Linked DNA regions of Mus musculus: region 2 is linked to region 1. The links are chromatin contacts, called in public promoter capture Hi-C maps. All regions are on one chromosome and are shown on one strand. Each heading gives the region's core, a stretch centred on a gene start, on an enhancer-like site or on the middle of the called end of the contact. The rest is flanking DNA. Distances are from core to core; before and after follow the strand shown. Region 1 overlaps Cpsf2 (cleavage and polyadenylation specific factor 2). Region 2 holds the start of Ifi27 (interferon, alpha-inducible protein 27).

The links. Promoter capture Hi-C pulls out the DNA fragments that hold promoters and counts their contacts.
Region 2: a promoter capture Hi-C map of neutrophils shows a contact between it and region 1, with 4 times the contacts expected there. The contact joins the promoter of Ifi27 here to the enhancer-like site in region 1. A contact is called at or near these places in 5 of 39 promoter capture datasets (the C10 cell line, embryonic stem cells, liver and 2 more) and 1 of 484 Hi-C or Micro-C datasets (CD8 T cells).

What each region holds. Positions count from the first base shown.
Region 1 is chr12:101,990,784-101,998,055 of GRCm38.p6, reverse strand. It overlaps Cpsf2 (cleavage and polyadenylation specific factor 2), which reads right to left. Exons shown (of 15, transcript NM_016856.3): 9 at 1,137-1,237; 10 at 601-801. Among named protein-coding and RNA genes, the nearest start is that of Cpsf2, 18 kb to the right of the region's middle. Within about 2 kb of position 3,020, at least 56 of the 459 cell types and tissues checked have an H3K27ac peak or open chromatin away from gene starts, as enhancers often do. A contact at or near this core is called in neutrophils, where this site is marked.
Region 2 is chr12:103,429,589-103,436,860 of GRCm38.p6, reverse strand. Ifi27 (interferon, alpha-inducible protein 27) reads right to left here and starts at 2,672. Exons shown (of 6, transcript NM_194067.2): 1 at 2,511-2,672; 2 at 1,288-1,439; 3 at 179-298. The coding sequence starts at 1,405. It also overlaps a transcript of Ifi27l2a not described here.

The DNA.
Region 1 (7,272 bases), core at 1,771-4,270:
ATTCTTACGTCTAGGAACCCAGGCCTTATTCTCCAGCACCCAGGTTGCTACAGCTCCTTTTCCCCCACAGCCAACATCTCCAGTTGTAAAAACCACAGAATAACAATAGCAGTAACAACCACTTAAAGCACATTTAAAATGATGCAGGCTGGACACCTTATAAACAAACCTTCAATGTGACAGAGGGTAACCCAGTGGTGGACTAATTGCTGAGTGTGTATTAGCCACGGGTTTGAACCCTAAGCCTCCCTCCATTTCCTCCAACTACTCCCTAAAAAAATCAAAGCAACAAAGCTTCCTACAAATAAATACAACCACAAACAGAAGTTCTTTTTCTCTTTCTCCACAGCATGTCCCTTACCTCTTAACTGGGGGAAAGGATGTCTAAAGTGTCTTTGTTAAAACCTTCCTGTAACTAAGGAACGAAACTACACTTTCCCTTTACTACGAATGCTCAGAGTGGCCCTCAGCATTTCTACTTTTGAGCTTCAAATCAGAAGCCTTCTGTTCTTTTCACGCCAAGGCACTTTGGCAGCCAAGCTCACGGTGACCACAGAGATCAAAGTCATGGAGCCCAGACAGTTTGTGTTGCTCACGTACTTGATGATCTCGCCATACTCGTCCCATTTAATTCTTTCCTCTGGGGCAGGAAACATGGGGTAGGACTTCTTGGCCTGTTTGAAGAAGCTCCCTTTGCGGCTGCCTTCCCCCTTCATCATCAGGTCGTGCTTTGTCTTGTGAGCCGATGGCTGGTCCACGTCTTCCTCCACGTCACTCTCGTCACTGGAGTCGATGTCTGCCCTGTGAGGGTTTGGCAACAGGTCATCATGTCCCTGAGACACTTTGACTTCATATTTGTAAAACTATGAATAAGTTACTCTCCAACATTGACCCCAACCATATTAACAGTTGATCAATATTTTGTAAAAACACATTAATTTGCCTAATAAGTTGGTATTATTAGCACTGAAAAGATTTTATTGTTGCAATTTAAAAAGTTTAATAAAAGTCATAGAGCCCTAAGGAAATTTAAGTTATTTCCGTTGAGTGCTAAGTCCTACAAGCGCATTCTTTTTACAGTCTATGCAGACTTAACCTGAGTAGCTCAGAAGTTGCTCTTGAGAAAAGCGACTCACTCTTTCGACTGCTCCAGTTTCTTAGCAGCTTCTTTCTTGAGTTTTTCTTTTTCCACATATTCCTCAAGTTCTTTCCCTTCAAGCTTCACACGTTTCCTCAGCTAAGGAAATATAGACAAAAGCAAAGGCAGTGTCAGGAAAGCTGGGCAGCGGGCATGAGATGCGTCATCAAGTGAATTCTTCTCTGAAATTAGTCAGGTTTCCATGACACAACATTATAGCTCACTTAGACTACAGGTACTAAGAGTGAGCTGTGGGAGCTGACGGATTTATGTCAAACTTGTTACGTTACGCCAGTCAACTGGGGAAAGGAGGAGAGGGAAGGAGAAAAGTCACAGAAAGCCCCAAAGTCATAAGGAAAAAAATGGATAGAGAATACATGGAAAACACATAGAGAAAATAAAAGTCTTAAAATCTCACAGAACTGAAAGAAAAGATGAAAATACGGCTGTACTATGGCCGTCAGAAGCCATGCATTCCTAAGAACTCTCCATATCAAGAAAAAGATGCCACATCAAAAAGGACAAACTATGCAGAGGACACTTAAACAGTAAGGAACACGGACGGCTTATAGCCACAGACACATCACTTAATTTATTAGTGGTTGTTGACACAGGTAACACATAGAAGCTATCACAATTTGCTTAATCTGCAAGACTGGAAATGCCAACTGCTACCTGGGCAAAGGGTACTGTACTGGCTAGTTTTGTGTCAACTTGACACAGCTGGAGTTATCACAGAAAAAGGAGCTTCAGTTGAGGAAATGCCTCCATGAGATCCAACTGTAAGGCATTTTCTCAATTAGTGATCAAAGGGGAAAGGCCCCTTGTGGGTGGGACCATCTCTGGGCTGGTAGTCTTGGTTCTATAAGAGAGCAGGCTGAGCAAGCCAGGGGAAGCAAGCCAGTAAGGAACATCCCTCCGTGGCCTCTGCATCAGTTCCTGCTTCCTGACCTGTTTGAGTTCCAGTCCTGACTTCCTTGGTGATAAACAGCAGTATGGAATTGTAAGCTGAATAAACCCTTTCCTCCCCAACTTGCTTCTTGGTCATGATGTTTGTGCAGGAAGAGAAACCCTGACTAAGACAGGTACATTACAGTGTTTCCAGCAGATATTATTAGCAAACTGTCAGAAGATAATTTGCTAACAAAAATTAAACTGTGCTTGTCTTATGACATAGATCTTCCTATTTCTAGAATTCAATCTACTAAAAGAGATGTTTTTAAAAAGTATATAGTAGTAACATTTAAAATAATAAGAACTGGGCAAATTCATCAACATGCAACAACTGAATTAGCAGTTTTTATCATCAGAGTACCTTGAAAACTAGAGAATCCTTGGGGCTGGCGAGATGGCTCAGTGAGGAAAACACTTCACTGCCATGAAGGCCCCGTAACCTAAGCTCCAACCCTAGAACCCACTGTGCAAGGAGAGAACCAACTCCAGAAAGCTGTCCTTGGACTTCCATGAGTGCACCATGTGTATATACACGTGTATATACATAACGATTTAAAAACATAAAGAGACCAAGGGGCTCAGAGGTTGAGGACTGACTGCTCTTCCAGATGATCTGGCTACAATTCTTGGAATACACATAGCAGTACACAACTGTCTGGAGGCATACCCTCTTCAGGCCTCCATGGGCACGAGACATGCACGTGGTGCAGACATATAAGCAGGCAAAGCATCCACATATATAAAAGAATAAGAAAACAGTTAATGCAAACAGAGCCTAGATTTTAATTTGTGTGTGTGTGTGTGTGTGTGTGTGTATATGTTGGGAGATCATGAACTAGAAAGGGGATCATGGGAAAGGCAGAAGAGATATGAAGGGAGAAGTAGAGACAGTAATGGGATAAGCTTGGTAAGAGCAGAAAGAGGAACTATTTTGAGGAAGGAAGGGAGCGAGTGTGGGCAGGGGGGAGAGCAAAGCACAGCAGCTCATGTGTAGATGAAAATGCTATAATGAAACTCACCACTTTGCATGCTAACCTAAAAATTATTAGCAATTTTTCAATGTCAATTCACAAGGAATCAATGCAACATGTACTCCTGGGCACTCTTGGACAAAACTGGAACACGTGACTTAAAAGGACACTGTTGTACCAACCGGCTAGAGTTGGCAGGGTCAGAGTTTATCTCCTTTTTTCTGTGGCTCCTGTTTCCACATCATACACTGTAGTACTATCCAAGGTAAGGCAAGGCTAGAATAACTGCTATTTCTTTCAAAATGTGTGTGTAATGCTCTGCTTGTGTGATAAAGATGTGATACAGCAAATCCAGCTAAAACCCTGACAATTGGGTAGTTGAAACATTCACGCTATTTTTTTGCAACTTTTGGTTAAATTTGAAACTATTTCAAAATAAAAATTAAAAATTAATTCCAAATTAAGTGACAAATGCTCACAAATGTGGCATCTCACATTTGGCTAGTAGCTTACTTGAAACATGATTTAAAATTATAAAATGTTAGCAACTCACATAGATACCTTGCCCACAAATTTTAAATAAGTATTTAATTCCTTGATTTAACTTGTACCTCTTGTTTAAAAAAAAAAAAAAAAAAAAAGTTTGTCTTGGCCTCCTGGTTGGTTCAAACCTGTAATCTCAGAACTCAGGAGTCTTAGGGGGAAGAATTTAGAGTTTCTGGCCAGGATGAACTAACTATGTAACAAGACCCCATCTACATACATACATACATACATACATACATACATACGTCTGTTTTATATTCCAGTTCAGATATCTGAAATAACTGCTGTATTAATAAAGCTTCCAGAAAATCGGCCCTAAGATATATTGCTTCTACACTTGCACTATATCATTCCAAATTATGCTTTTTTCCTAATCTAGCCTAATTCCTTAATCCTAAACTTCCAGTCTGTTAATTGTTTTAACATTACTATTTTAAGATTACTGGGTTTCTTCTTCTAAATGATCAAGGCTTAGGTTTCTCAGACACTGTGTGTTCATGAAAAGTCAGACTCCATAGTAAACGCTGGTGTGTCAGTGACCTGGCCTGGTAGGAACTCAGCCTTTGTCATTGTGATGGTAACCAGCAGATTAGGATATTAGGCACTAGTCTGGCCACTCAGAATATGAAAAAATTTCCTCTTCTTCTGGAACTTTATTCAATTTGGTGGCAAAAGACAACAATAAAGAATACTTGGTAATAAAAACTAACAAAAATAATACAAAGTTGTACCAACTAGATAGTTGTAGCTGAGGCCCTTTAAACAGACTGAGAGGACAAGGAGCCAGCCAGGGTAAATCATGCGATTCTCCTACAGGCAGAACTGCTAAGGATAAGCAGTGCACTGAACAGTGTGTGTGGAATGTGCGTGGGTCAGAAGATTGGTTGCTTGCTGAGCGCAGTGGTATATACCCTTCTATCCCAGTACTTGGGAAGAGGAGGCAGGCAGATCTCTTTGAGTTCAAGGCCAGCCTGGTCTACAAAAACAGCTAGGATATACAGTGAGACCCTATTCAATACAACAAAACAAAACAATAAAAACCAGACCCTGTGTGACCACAGTGAATATGGGTTGCCCCCCTCCCCCAAAGCATAAGGAAATGACAAAGCACCTCTGTAGCAAAGAAACAGCACAGCCACCAGAGTAGAGACCAGAAGCAGCCTCCAGGTAAGAGAAAACATCTGACAACAGGCTGATACTCAGAACACACAAGGAACTCTCAAAACAGTAAGAAATCCACATGAGATGGTCTAGAAATGTGCAACAGGGGCTGGTGAGATGGCTCAGTGGGTAAGAGCACCCGACTGCTCTTCCGAAGGTCCAGAGTTCAAATCCCAGCAACCACATGGTGGCTCATAACCATCCGTAACAAGATCTGGCGCCCTCTTCTGGAGTGTCTGAAGACAGCTACAGTGTACTTACATATAATAATAAATAAATCTTTAAAAAAAAAAAAAAAAAATGTGCAACAGATTTAAACAGACGTTTCTCAAAAGAAGACAAATGGCCGACAGGTATGTGAGAAACTGTTCCGTGTCCCTAGCAGGGACATGCAGCTCAGACCATAAGAAGGGATTGCCTCACTCAGTAAGAACAATGATAATCAAAATGAAAAAAAAAGGGATAAGTGCTACAGGAAGTCACTGAAGAGCAGGGAGCCGGAGGGTCAGGACGGGGAATGGTGATAGCGACGACCTGGGGGCAGGCCCCATGGGAATGCTGTGTGTGAGAAGTCAGTTACCACAGCTACTGGGCAGTGTACACACTTCTGGAACAAGAGTGTGGTCTCACATGAGTCCATGGAAGCGCTGCTTTTCCTATGAAGAAGCTGGCAAGCTGGGGGCAAGAACAAGAGTACACACTGCTCTGGTGTGATCACAGTAGAGGGCAGGACATGGCGGTGGGAGAGAAGGAAGGAGGGTGTGAGCAGAGACAGAACCAGAGCACACTAAGTAGCCTTTTAAACGAAAGCCTCTCACTGCATGTTTCCGCTATTTCTGATATCATGAAGATGCTCTGAAATGCCATTTCCCTTCTTTTTGTTTTCCCAAACCTTTAATGTCCTTTTAATTCCTCAATGGCATATCAACTCTAATTGAGTTTCTAGTAATTAAAAATTTTAAATTCAGCATTTCATCTCTCATGAAACCATTTCAAGTACTTCTCAGTTCTTTTAACTTGGTATTTCTAGGCTATTAAATAACCCAAGACAGTATTTTACTTTGATATGGTTGCTGATGATCCTTGATCAGCAATGCTGCAGCTACAGTGAATATTTGTCAGACTTGGGTTGCTGATATTATGCTCTTCTTAAATGACCTATTATATAAGGTGATACCGCACAGCTTCTCTAAAGTAAATATTCCTCCAAATGCTGCTCCAAGGACACAATACAAAATAGCCAACCCTAAAACCATGCAGAGTCAGGCCCATAGCTACAGGCCAACCCTAAAACTACAGAGGCCCACAGCTACAGGCCAACCCACACAAAATGATGGCTATGAGCTTCTGAGTCGACAATACTGATGTGGAAAACTGACAGATTTGATAGTTTGGCTATTAAGCGAAATCTTTTTACATCTCGGTCAGTCCGCTAGCTGCCTTGTAGATGAAGGCACAGGTTACTATATTTAGTGGTAAGATAGGAATTCCTGACTGACCCTTCTAACTTCTCTGTTAAATGCCAGACAAATTTGGCTTATTGGGGGATGAAAAAAATGAACCTGCTACCAAATGCCACTGTCGGTGCCCTTTGAGATAAGGTCTCAACATGAAGGGAAATCTGTTTACTGTTCCTGTTTAACTCAAATGACAAAGCTGTTTGAATACAGACACACATTTGAGCAAAGGTGTGACTAGTTAAGAAGAAAGGTAGGCTTGTTAGCAATGCCTGCTGTGTTTTGATCATGGAGCACTGTCTCTATACTAACAGACAATGCATAGTGAAAGGGAAGCCTAATGAACTCAAAGTCCCAAATGAGGTTGGCAACTACTGATCCTGTAGACACTAGACAGGGGAGCAGCCAAGGCACATTGGACAAAAGATCATTATGAAATAAGGTGTTCGTCAAGAACTGGAGAGATATGTGTGAAGGGTGTGAAGGCACACACCTTGTATCCCAACACTCAGGAGGAAGAGGCAGGTAGATCTCTGTGGTTCCAGCCCAGCCAGAGATAAGTGGCTCTTACAAACAAACAAACAAACAAACAAGTAAATAACAGAGAAAACCAAGCTTTGACTGTATAGGGCATATCTGTACAGGGCATATGTATATAAGCATGAATATATAAACTAAAACTTGAGATGTGTGTGTGTGTGTGTGTGTGTGTGTGTGTGCATGTGTGTGTGTGTGTGCTTTCTTTATAAAAATAGCTAAAGTGTGTAAAGGTACCTGATGACCTAATTTTAATCCTTAAGACCCATGTGGTGGAAGGAGAGAAATGACTGCAGAAAGCTGACCTCTGACCTGAAGAATCAAGGTCAAAAGTCAGCAATGGGGCGGGGGTTTGGCAGAATACCTGCCTGGCATGGTAAGGTCTTAGCATGGACATAAGATTAGTAAGTGCCTAAGACAAAAAGGGGTTAGGAAATCGTCATGACTGACAGCATGTACTGCGAAGGAAAGAAAAAGGAGTTGAAAGCCACGATACAGAGCGAGGGCA
Region 2 (7,272 bases), core at 1,423-3,922, 1.4 Mb before region 1:
TGCAATAAAGTTCTATTCACTAACATTCTACTGATCTTAAGTTACCTCCTCTGATAAATTTCCTATCCCTCTGAATCCCTGATAAGCACAAAGGAATGAGAGAGGTGGCTTGTCATTGTTCTCCATGTAGACCTGGGTCCCAAGCAGGAGTGTGGGATGGACATGCAGGGCCAGTTACCTCCAATGGGGGAAGCAGCCAAGGTGGAGGCAGAGAACCCAGATAAAATGGTGCCAACCTTCAGTGCTCCAAGTGCAGATGTTGCAGAGCCCAGGGCACTCTGTGTTAACAGGATGAGCCCTGGAGGGTAAAATCACAGATCAGAGAGGGGTCAGAAATGTATCCCTCATGAAGGGACTCAAACCATCATGAAAAGACTGCTGTGGGGGGCTGAGAGTGTCTGCCCTGGGTGACAGAAAGAAAAAGAAGCTACACAAAGATTCTGTATAGATTTAGAAGGGCTGATTTTTTTTATCTTCTTCTAGGGTGGGTTTTTTTGTTTGTTTGGTTGGTTTGGTTAGTTCTTGGGTTTGTTTGTTTGTTCGTTTGCTTTTTTTTTTTTTTTTTTTTTTTTTTTGGTTTTTTTCTGAGACAGGGTTTCTCTGTGTAGCCCTGGCTGTCCTGGAACTCACTTTGTAGACCAGGCTGGCCTCGAACTCAGAAATCTGCCTGCCTCTGCCTCCCGAGTGCTGGGATTAAAGGTGTGCACCACCACTGCCCGGCTTAGGGTGGGTTTTTAAGAGCCTCATTTCTAAGTGTGAGAAAAGTAACGGGGTGCCCTAATGCTATCCATTGAGAATGTTATCCATTGCCCTCTTCAGTCAGGCAAATGATAAAGAAAATCTCCACAGCAGGCTGGAAATTGGGGGCTGAGAAAGAAGATTCGTGCAAGGGAATTAAATAAATAAAATCAGAGAGGCCTTCACAAGCTGGAGGAAGGAGCTAACTTTATTTAAGTCCATACCACGGCTTGTACAGCCAGCAGGACTGACAGTTCCACAAAAGATGAACCTTGTTGGTGAGTCAGTGAGAAGAGATGGGAGGACCCAGCTCCAGACCCCAGGGACCAAAGTTCCAGAGGACGACCCTGTGAAGCAGGTAGGTCTGAGTTTCTAGGGACTCAGACCCAGCCTCATTACACTAGTCTTGGCTCCCTCAGGTATTTTTCAGAGTCAAGACTATGTGGGATGTGAGACAGTGGGCAGCTCTGAGGTCAGGATGCTACATGCTCCATAGCTGTCCCCAGCCCCACCCCCCAGCCCACTCTCCATTCTTCCATGGGCACTCACCCTTCGAACCAGCTAGAATGGTGCCAGAGACTGCCCCTCCAGCTTTGACCATGGCTGCTGAAGATGTCATCTTGGAGACAATGGAAGCCACCAGTGTCCCTGTGCCCGAAAACGCCATGAGGACCAGTTAAGTTTCCAAACAGGAACCGAATCTATGGAGTGAATTGGAGTTTTGATGAGATTGGAGACCAAGAGCTGGATTCCACCAACGAACCTGCAAACACTGAATGGCTCCCGGCTGGAGAGAGAGGCTGCTCAGAATTGGTGGCCACACTGGGCTTGGCCCCAGCCCTAGGGTCTGAGATCCTGCTTCTTGTAGGGATTAAGGAGCCATTTTAGACAGTGCAAGTGATTCACTCCAGGCCAGAAGGCTCCATAGCAAAGACCTTAGGCACCAAACCAGCCTGGTCCAGCTGCTTACAAGTGGCAGGCTGACTACATTACTCTTAACCCTTATAGCTCACTTCACCAACCTCTAGCCTTCAGAGACTAATAGGGCCTGGGGTCCCTTCCTTCTTGGAACACACCCACTATTTGGTTTCAGACCCAAGGACAAGAGACTGAGGTGCATATTTGACATGTCAAAGCAGACCTGACCTCCAGGTTCCAGACCTGGCCTCCAGGTTCTCCCAGCATCCCTCAGTCCCTCCCTGGCATACCCTGGCCCAACCCTTGAACTGTCCAGCCCAAAGGCTGGGCTGCCATAAGCCCAGGCCTCTTCCCTAAATGGTCCAGACATGCTGGTGTCTAACTGTCTCTTCCTGGACTTCTGTTCTCTCTTGGTGCATGCACATGTCTCTGTCTCATCCTCCTATCACCATAATGAGGTCCCTGAACTTGGTCCTTGTGGCCAGTGATCTTGCCTGAGAGCAGCTTCCTGATAAATCTGCCTATATAGAATTAATCTGACTTGAATTATCTCATTGCGCCAGCTTAGGAAAAATAACCCATTACCTTTATAGATAGGTGCCTTTTCAAGAACTAGACGGCTTCTGAGAGAGCCTGTACATTGGCTTCCCTTCAGCCTCTGAGGACTTTTGCCTCCTAGGCCTAGGGGCATCTGAGTAGGGTCTCTGTTCTGGACCTACCCACTGAAGATTTCCTGAAGACCCCAACTGACATCCCCACCCCCACTACTACCAACAGCTGGATCTTGGATTCGTTTCTGGAAAACCCAGTTCATTTCAGAGTGGAAAACTCTACTGTGGTCAAAGAAGACATACCCAATGATGTAAATAAACTAGAGGATGAGATAGGTTTCAATTTCCTCTCCTCCCTCCAGGCCCGTCAAGTCCACTGTGCAGGAAGACACACCCAGTGACTGAAGACAGCTGCTGAAATAAGTTTCGATTTCCCCAGCTCTCTCCAGGCCCGACAAATCCACTCTAGTTGAAGATACACCCCGTGACTGAAGACAGCCAATAAGATAGGTTTCTATTTCCCCAGCTCTCTCCAGGCCCGACAAATCCACTCAGATTGAAGAAACACTCAGTGATGGAAGGCAGCCAATGAGAAAAATTTCCATTCCCACTGCTGTTTTGGCTGGGAAGAAAAATTCACTATTCTTTTACTGAGGGTTCTGAGTGTTAATCGGTTTACAAAGTATTGTAAAATATAACACGTTTGCCAGTGGGTTTTTTTCCTTCCAGTGACAGTGCTGTGGGAGAAACTTGAAGTAATAAAATTGAGGTTGTAAACATTTATTAATAATGTCACTTAGAAAATATTAAGTTGCACGAAGTCGAATTTAATATTAAATTACACAAACTGGAATGTCTCCAATATGAAAGGAATGAAAGTGAAATATCACTGGGTTTCTTATACACTGTAGAAAATAAAATTTTGTACCATGATTGAAGTTTAGGGTGGCTGAGAAGGTTTTTGCTGTTGTTCACCAAGAATGAACCCAAATCTGGCTCCGTTCCTGTAACAACGGGCAACAACCTTGACTCATAATCAGACCTTTGTTCCCTCCCCATATCAAAGAACAGGCTCTAAAGGGCAACTCAAGAGAGCACCTCAAGGTCACAGCCACCTTTAAGTCCTAGTCTGCCATCAAACCCCCTAACCTCTTATTAAGAAAGGCTGAATTCTGCATGCAGGCAAGATAGACCTGGGTTGCAAACATTCAAAAGGAACAACACTGGTGAAATTAAAAATAATTCCGGCAATACCTTTGCTGTATAAATCTCCCATCTGTCCAAGCTGCCTGACTTTCAGTCTCCTGTCTCTGGTTAAATATTCAAAGTGTACCCTGGGGCTGGGACTGAAAGAGACCGAAGGGTGACAGTTCCTGCCGAATGCTAAGCCTATGGTGTAAATAAGTTAGTAAAATCTTGTGTCCAGTTATCTTTGTACATTAGCCAGAGCCTATTATTGTCACTGTTACCACAACTACTAGTTGTAGGCCTAGTAGGAAGCCTTTTCCTTAAAAAAAATGTATATTTATTTTTACTCTTTTATGTGCATGAGTATCGTGTCTGGGTGTATATATCTGTGCACCACACTGTGCTTGGTGTTGGAAGAGGCGGTGAGAGCCATGGGCATCCTGTGCAACAAGAAGTGCTTTTGACTACTGAGCCAACTCTCCATCCCACCTTCTCTTTTCTAATCCTCAAGTGTGTGGATGTTTTTCTCACTGGGAAGGCATATAATTGCTATAACTACAGAATATTCAAAAAGTACAATAAAGGCAAAGAGCTTTGTCCGTCTCACTTCCACCCAATCAGAGGCAAGCATACATTCAATCAGGGGCAAGCGTACATCCACTCATGGGAAGCACACATCCAGACTTCTTTTCTGTCTATGTACTTCCTGCCTAACTTCAATCAAGCACGGCCTGTGCAGTTAGGGCAACCAGTATTGTTTACTGAAGTGAAAACACCAGTGGCTTGTTGTCTTCCATACATATCAACCCCAGACCTTCCAGGAAGTTGTCTGACCTTGGGCAAGTGGGGCTTATAAGATGACAGGATTATTTGATATCACATATAATATATAGTATATATCTCTAAAGCACAGTTCTTTAAACTTAAAACAGAACTTTAGCCCTTAGGAGGGTTATGTCAACAATAAATGTTGTAAAATTTGATAGAATAAGTGAATTTTAGCTAAGGCTAGCCTTACACTAAGCGTGCCTCTAAGGATGACCTTGAATCTTCTGCTTGGGAGAGTGCTGGATTATATGCATATATCACCATGCCTGGTTTCTTCCATAATGAGGACAAAATCCAAGGCTCTGTGTACACTAGGCAAGCATTCTACCATTGAGATGCATCCCCAACCTAGAAGAGTTTTTCTGTAGTATTATTTTGCTAATCATTAGATTATTTGGATTTGTGTCTTTCTCTCTCTCTCTCTCTCTCTCTCTCTCTCTCTCTCTCTCTCTCTCTCTCTTTCTCTCTTTATTTTTGGTTTGGTTTTGTCTTTTGTTTCTCTTCTGTACTGGGACTCACTGTGTAGACCAGACTGGTCTCTGAATCATAGAGATCCACCTGCCTCTGCCTCCTGAATGCTGAGATTAAAAGTGTGCATCACCATGCCTGGCCTGATGTATTTGATTGGACAGTTAGAAGGAGCAGTGGGCATGGTCATGTATCCCAGATATTCCAGTGCTTGTCAATGTGTAGCCTGAAGTTGTAGAGGTCAAGGGCAACCTGGCTTTAATCGCAGGGCCATATATCAGACAGCCAAAGGTTAGTGATGTGTCTTAGTGGTAGATTGCTTACCTTGCATGGACAGAGTTTGTATTAGTCAGGGTTCTCTAGAATCACAGAACTTATGGGTAGTCTCTATATAGTAAGGGAATTTGTTGGTGACTTACAGTCTGGAGTCCAACTCCCAACAGTGGTCAGCAGGGTCTGTGAATGGAAGTCCAAGGATCTAGCAGTTGCTCAGTCCCACAAGGCAAGCAGGTGAAGGAGAGAGAGAGAGAGAGTAAATCTTCCTTCTTCCACTGTCCTTATGTAGGTCTCCAGCAGAAGGTATGGTCCAGATTAAAAGTGTGTGCCACCATGCCTGGATCACGCTTTGTCCCAGATGACCTTGAACTCAGAGATGTCCATGTCTTAATCTTCTGGAATTCATAGCCACTATGCCTCAAGATCTCCATGCCAAGATCCAGGTCAGAAACTTGTATCTCCCAGCCTCCAGATTAGGATCACAGGTGAGCCTTCCAATTCTGGATTGTAGTTCACTCCAGATAGAGTCAAGTTGACAGCCAGGAATAGCCACTACAGGGTTCATCCTCAGCACTGGGAAGAAAGAGAGGAATTTTGTAAGGAGAGCACCAGAGTTTCATACGCCTCTCACTACAAAAGCCAATGAGTAGGGACAGGATTTCAATCTGTAAGCCACCTTTTATCCAAAGATCTGAAGATATGAGAGACTAGCAGGTTAACATAAAAAAAAAACACCTCATTTATTCATTTTATATGTAGAGGTATTTTGCGTATATGTATGTCTGTGTACCACCAGTATGTCTGGTACCCATGAAGACCAGAGCTTGCCATTGGATCCCCCAGAGCTGGAACTACAGTTGGTTGTAAGCTGCCTTGTGGGTGCTGGCAAGTGAACCCAGGTCGTCTAGAAGAACAGCCAATACTCTGAACTGCTGGGCCATCTCTCTAGCCTATACCACGTTGACATTAAAAAAAAGGATCAAATATTCAATCACCAAAACCTGGGGTTGTGTGGGGGTGGAGTTAGGCCATTGGTTAAAGAGCTAGTAATACAAGTGTGAGCACTGTTGTTGGGAACCCAGCACTCAGATAAAAGCCAGGCATGTCTGGCAACCTCTTACAGTTCCAGCACTTGAAGGCATATGTTAGGAGTTAGAGTAATCTGGGTAGCCAAATCTGTAAGCTTTGTGTTGGGTGAAAATCTAAAGACAGAAGATACTTACCCTGGGCAACTTTGGCTTCTCACATGCACACATGTGTGAGCTTTTATGCCTGCATAAGTACACTCTCAGACACACACACACAGACACACACACACCCTAATATCTAATATCTTATCTCCAGTCAGCAACATCCAGTACAGCTGGAAAGGATGGGGAGGTGGGAGAGAGCAGGGCTGGGGATGGGCGGGTAAGGCTGGCACAAAGGCAGTCAGTTTGGAGTTCAGTCAAGGCCCTAGGATCAGATGGCCAGTCACAGTCTGAGACTCGTGATGGCCAACGTTTGTGTCTCTCTCATCCCTGGTGCTCTTGCTGGACTCCATGGATGTTTGGGCTCGGACTTTGAAATGCTAAAAATTCATTAGTGTCTACTGGGGTCAGCTTGATATTCCTCAAGGGGTGTTAGACTGGGAGAGGTTAACATAAGATAAATAAGCTGTTGACAGTGTGCACATGATAAACTAATATTAACACACACATACTGCTTTCCTTTCACCCTATGGAACACAAAAGTTTTTTTTTTCTTCTTTGTTGTTTTTATATTTTGCTTTTTTTCCAGAACAGATTTCTCTTACAGCCCCGCTGTGCTGGAATGGGCTCTGCAGACCTACCAATCTCAGGCTTTGAACTCAGAGATCCTCCTGGCTCTGCCTCTTCAGTGCTGGGATTAAAGATCTGCTCCCCCCCCCCATCGACCCATGACTGGCTTCAAATATGTTTTTCTAATACAAAATATTAATGTGGTGGCGGGATCCATCCTTCTTGACCACTGTAATTTTTCTGCAGATACTGTTTCTAGAGTATGCTGAAACACAAAACACTTGAACAGTGACCGATGCTAAACACTTCAAAGGCGTTCATTAAGACTCTATAAAGGCTTCAGAGACGATCCAGCCGTTAAGTGCACTAGCTACTCTTCTAGAGGATCCACGATCAGTTCTCAGCACATACAGACGCCATCTTCTTTGGAAACCAGGCTTACATGTGGAACACTCATACACAAAATAAAAATGAGTAAAAAAAATTTCCAAGACTCTTTAAAAGGTGTTCTTTTCTGGTTAAAACTGAGATTTTTTTTTTTCTGA